2 separate regions of the Sus scrofa genome follow, and region 2 is linked to region 1. Evidence: chromatin contacts called from public HiChIP or PLAC-seq data. All regions are on one chromosome and are shown on one strand. The core of a region is the stretch at or near the end of the contact, and the rest is flanking DNA. Distances in the headings are between cores, read along the strand shown. Region 1 has its middle 42 kb from the start of MIR101-2. Region 2 overlaps JAK1 (Janus kinase 1).

The links. HiChIP or PLAC-seq counts read pairs in DNA pulled down with a chosen protein or histone mark.
Region 2: a contact with region 1 is called in an H3K27ac HiChIP or PLAC-seq map of alveolar macrophages. The contact joins two enhancer-like sites. A contact is called at or near these places in 1 of 47 Hi-C or Micro-C datasets (epiblast stem cells) and 2 of 2 datasets of contacts at active chromatin or transcription factors (alveolar macrophages and skeletal muscle).

Annotation. Positions count from the first base shown.
Region 1 is chr6:147,372,005-147,374,704 of Sscrofa11.1, forward strand. It overlaps a transcript of JAK1 not described here. Among named protein-coding and RNA genes, the nearest start is that of MIR101-2, 42 kb to the left of the region's middle. Within about 2 kb of position 1,302, at least 11 of the 83 cell types and tissues checked have an H3K27ac peak or open chromatin away from gene starts, as enhancers often do. A contact at or near this core is called in alveolar macrophages, where this site is marked.
Region 2 is chr6:147,523,513-147,526,212 of Sscrofa11.1, forward strand. JAK1 (Janus kinase 1) reads left to right here. Exons shown (of 25, transcript NM_214114.1): 6 at 1,779-1,942. Among named protein-coding and RNA genes, the nearest start is that of JAK1, 96 kb to the left of the region's middle. Within about 2 kb of position 1,374, at least 2 of the 83 cell types and tissues checked have an H3K27ac peak or open chromatin away from gene starts, as enhancers often do. A contact at or near this core is called in alveolar macrophages, where this site is marked.

The sequences.
Region 1 (2,700 bases), core at 52-2,551:
GAAGTATAATAGATTTGGTTCAAATGAAATGGAAACTGACTTACCCCTGGTCATTAGGGGTTCTTCAGGCCACAGAACCAATATGTAGAGAAGGGGTGAGGTATCTTAATTAGCAGTAATTGGCTTGCTGCTGCATGGTGGGGATTGCATAGGCAAGACTATGTTTAGCACTCAGGGATTCAATGGACGACCTCTTAGCCCTCTTTGGCCCAGGGGCCAAGTACAGTCACTGGAAAACTGCATTCGCCTAATGAAGACAAGACTACAATGCTTCTTATCCCATATGCATGAATTTTAGGTCTTTCCAAACGTGCTTTCGAAAAAGCAGGCAAAGAGATCCCATTGTGGCTCAGTGGGTTAAGATTCAGGTTTGATTCCTGGCCTCGCTTAGTGATTTAAGGATCTGGCATTGTTGCAAGTCGTGGCATAGGTTGCAGAGCCTGACTGTGGCTGTGACGTAGGCCTGCCTCTGATTTGACCCCTAGCCTGGGAATTTTCAAATGCTGCAAGTCTGGCTGAAAAAAGAGAAAAAGAAAAGAAAGAAATGAGGCAAAATTATCTGTTACTGCAGCCCAGAACAAGGAGAGGGTAAAAACCAAACCAAACCAAACAAATAAAACATTCAGCCAAAGTGCGGATGGAAAAATAACAAGAAGAGCAGTGAGAGAGAGGAGGTAGCCATGAGTCCCAGCGTGGGCCTTGTGACCTGCTGCGGGAACAGGGACTGTACAAGCTGTTTTATGTCACTTAGTCACATTTCCCTTTTCTCTGTACCCCGTGCTTTAAAAGAAAAACAACAGAGTTCCCGTCGTGGCACAGTGGTTAATGAATCCGATTGGAACCATGAGGTTGCGGGTTCGATCCCTGGCCTTGCTCAGTGGGTTAAGGATCCAGCATTGTCGTGAGCTGTGGTGTAGGTTGCAGACTTGTCTCGGATCCCGCGTTGCTGTGGCTCTGGCGTAGGCCGGCAGCTACAGCTCTGATTCAACCCCTAGCCTGGGAACCTTCATATGCTGTGAGAGCAGCCCAAGAAATGGCAAAAAGACAAAAATAAAAGTTAAAAAAAAAAAAGAAAAATAACAGAGATGGCTAACATTTTAGGTTCAGGTGGACATGTGGCCATCTTCTCATCCCTCCAGTTCTACTCCCCAGGCTTCTTCCATTCCCTGGGAGGTTGACCTAAATGCATAGCCTCTCTTCCTTCTGGTTTCTATGGAGGTTCAACCACAAGGGAGCACGGTAATCAGAGGGCAGAAGGGAGGAGAGGACGGTCTGCATATTTAGCCACTGAGCTGTGAGTGCGCTGCAGCGTCCTTCCACTAGAGGTCCTCGCTCCGGTCCAGCAGCTCTTCACACAGCGCCACTTCCTGCTTCCCATGCTCAGGGGCTTTTTCCCCTTGCTCCTTCAGGCCAGTGTGTGGTAATGATGCTAAGTTACCAAACCAGGGTATTTTATTAGCACTTGTGGGTTCCTTAAATCCTGCCCACACTTTGTAAAGTGTCCCTTTATTAAACTCTCCTCAAATTACCAAATTTGCACAACTAAATGATTTTGTTTGTGGGAACCTGACTGATAGAGACAGGTGTTCCCTCCCCCGCCCCCACAGGAACCACAAGGGGTAATTGAAAGATCAAATGACCTTTATTTAAAATGTCTGGAATTTCTTTGAAGAATAGAATGACTTTGTACAGCTGAAGCTGGTGTGATGCATATAGACACGGAGTTCCTGTCGTGGCGCAGTGGAAACGAATCCGACTAGGAACCATAAGGTTGCGGGTTTGATCCCTGGCCTCGCTCAGTGGGTTAAGGATCCGGCATTGCCATGAGCTGTGGTGTAGGTCGCAGACACGGCTCGGATCTGGCATGGCTGTGGCTGTGGCGTGGTCCGGCGGCTACAGCTCCGATTGGATCCCTGGTCTGGGAACCTCCATATCCTACCAGTGCGGCTCTAAAAAGACAAAAGACAAAAAAGGAAAATGCATAAAACATATATGTATAGTTTTAATAATTTATAAAATGAACGCTTTTGTAAACAGGACTGTGATCCAGATGTAGAACAGTACTGGTTCCCCAAAAGCACAGCCTCCTTACCCCACCCCAGCTAAAATCGCCTTTATTCTACATTTTGTGGGAATTGCTTTATTGCTTTTCTGCGTCTTACCAAGGAATGTGTATTTTATCAGCTATGTCAGCATCCCTTTAAATCTACAGTTTCATTCTGCCTGTTACAGAACTTGGGTATATAGAGTCATACAGTAGACGTTATTTTGTGTCTTGCTTCTCTTGCTCATTTTATGTTAAATTCATCCATATTGTGTACAGCATCCATGTCTTATGGTGTACTTTGTTCACTTTCTCTGCTGTATACTGTTCCACTGTAACAATATTCAACCCTTAATTTATCCTGCATTTGATGAATGTTTCCAGTTTCAGGCTATTCAGAACAATGCTACTGTGAAAATTCTTGTGCTGACCTCTAGGGCACAATGCAAAAGTTTTTCTAGGACAGTAGTTCTTGAACTTTCTGGTTTCAAGACTCCTTTACAGTCCTAAAAATTATTAAGGACCCCATACAGCTTTTTCTGACAGAGTGATATCTATCAATAGAAATTGTATTAGAAATTAAAACTGAAAAAATTAAGATATTTATTATTTCATTTAAAAACAAACTATTAGGAGTTCCCATTGTGGCTCAGTGG
Region 2 (2,700 bases), core at 124-2,623, 150 kb after region 1:
TTCTTGATTTTCCTGTCTTGTGCTAACACAGTTATTAAAACAGCCTCCCACATCCATCTAAATTTGTTCTGATTATTGTTATTTCCTTAGGATACACTTTTACTCCTGTGGGCTTGTGTCACAGTTGTATTCCACTGCACAGCTCTCGTCATTGTTGCACACTAGCTGCCTTCCATCACGTGTCTGAGGACTGGCCTCAGAGACAGCAGAGAAATGAGCCAGGCTACGACCATGGCCAGATACTGTGTGGAACAAATAAAATGAATAGGCCAGGCTGTTGTTTTTTGAATTCAGCCTCTTGGTTTTAGGGTGTTCACATCTGAGATTGATTCTGCTCCTCTTTTGGAAGAGGAGTGCACCGCGCTTCAAGAGTAAGTATTACATTAGAATCCCGCCCTGCAGAGCTTCAGGAATGAGTTACTTGAGGTAGTTGTACAGTGCTGTTTACAGAAGATCACAGCCAGACAGAATGATTTCAGACTTTGTTCGGCTCTTCTCTCATTGCTGGCGGAGATGATTGTTATTGGTCCTCGGTAGTTTGTAGAAGTGGTCCTTCTCTTGCCGAAGAAAACCGAGAAGTCTTATCTTGGAAAAGGGGAATTGCAGCAGTGAGCACTCTCCATCCAAAACCCACTAATCTCAAGCCCCCTCAGGGAAAGGGATCGTCTTCCTTACGTAGGAACAGCACCCCCAGACTTCATCGTCCGCCTGTGCTTGAGCTGGAGAAAGGCTACCTCGGCCCTGGTCCTCAGAGCTCTGGGCTGTAGCCCTGTGGTCACATTGGGTCTGACCCTCTGCCCTGCCATACTCTGTCTTTGGACATGACTTTGGTTTTGGTAAATACCTGAGGTTTTATATATCTGTTTGTTTCTTGTTTCTTTCATGGAATCTCCATGAGGTCAGGGTGAGGTTCAGTGTACTGCTGTATCCCTCGCACCTCAGATGGCATCTGGCCCGTCATTGGTTCTCCTTACTCAGTAACTACCAAGTGAATGGATGAAGCTCTTTCGTCTTTGGTGCCTTAGATTCCCCATCTGTGTGGCTGGAGGATCCCTTACAGGGCTGTTGTGCAGGTTAAATGAAATAGTAAAAAAGGACCTAGCATTGACATGGTCATCCTTTCTCTGTATGAGGCAGATACCGGCTACTGCGTTTTTGTTGTATTTTTTGCATTTTTGAGGCCCTCATTGGCTCTTGGACTGCTCTGCACTTCCATGAATGAGGAGTGTATTTTGGTGTTAGATTTCCCTATTGGAAACTTGTACAGATGTTGAAAAAATGTGTGGTAATGCCGCAGTGTAGAAACTGGATTCCTTCTCCTTTCTGTATCAGAAGGGGATGTGGTGCCTGTCATTTATACCCTGTTTCCTATGCTCAGTATGTGTTTCTGGCATTCATAAAGGATCAGACCCTAGCCAGCTGTCACCCTCTCTTGCCCTGGTGAAGTGTAAACCTAGTACGTGCTGCTTTTCCCCACCACTTACCTGGGAAGCCCCACGGTGGGGCTTCATGTCTTCATGCTTTTCATGAGCACGCAGCATAGTGCTCAGTGAATGTCTGTTAAATGAACCTGGGGAGAACATTTCCTGAGCCTCGTCATGCCCCACTCTTGAGAAGGAGCCTTGGTGCTAGAGAAAGTAAAAATCTCATTAGTCTCATTGCTCTACTGCTTTTCGGGTAGCATCTCCCTGTGGGGAACCTTCCTCTCAAGATCATAAACATGGGTGGACTCTTGAAACTCAAGTGGTGGCTCGTTACTTCTCACCTCTACCCCACAGGGGCAGTACGATTTGGTCAAATGCCTGGCTCCCATTCGAGACCCCAAGACGGAGCAGGATGGGCATGATATTGAGAACGAGTGTCTGGGCATGGCTGTGTTGGCCATCTCCCACTATGCCATGATGAAGAAGATGCAGTTGCCAGAACTTCCCAAGGACATCAGGTGAGCCTTCCTCCTGGCTAAAGAATTGATTGTGTTTATTTTTATACATTCTTGTACATTTCAGTTTAACCACTGTCACCTTTTGGCTGACTACTGCTCTCTGCAGAATCCAGATCTTTTTTTAGATTCTTTATGAAAGGTAGCACAATTATAATTGTGTCCCGATTTTGAGTGTTGGCTGATGACTTCAGAAATTTGTACAAGGGTGAAAGTTGTGGGCTGGGGATGCCAATCAAATCGGTGGCCCACACGCCCTCCTCTTCCCTCTCTGCCCTGGTGTTCATTGCCATTTGTCACTACCTTTTCTTCTTTTGTGCTGGATCTGTCCTAAAATCCTTCTCAGTCGAGCTCTCTAGGCAGCTAGGATCGTCCCCAGCCTGACTGCAGTTCCCTGGAGAGGTGTTCAAGTAGGATCAACTGTTACCTTAAGAAAATTGTATTTACTTCAAGATATCATTTGCCATCAAGTCTTTGTGAAGAAATATTCACTGTGTGTAACTTCCACCCATCTTATGAAATAGGATACATATTTTTAATCAGGAAGTTGTGATTGTCACAAGTCAAGACAGTCCCATATTGAAGAAGGAACCAGGGATAGCTGTGTTATTTCTGATGGGCAGCACGCATCTTCTCGTAAGGTTACTTTTTGGGTCTCCTTGCCCTTGACCAGAGACTGGAGCAGGTCTCAAGCTGCTCTCACAAGTGCAGGGACCTATTAGATACATGCTGTCCTGCTACATTCTCTGCTTACTGTGCTT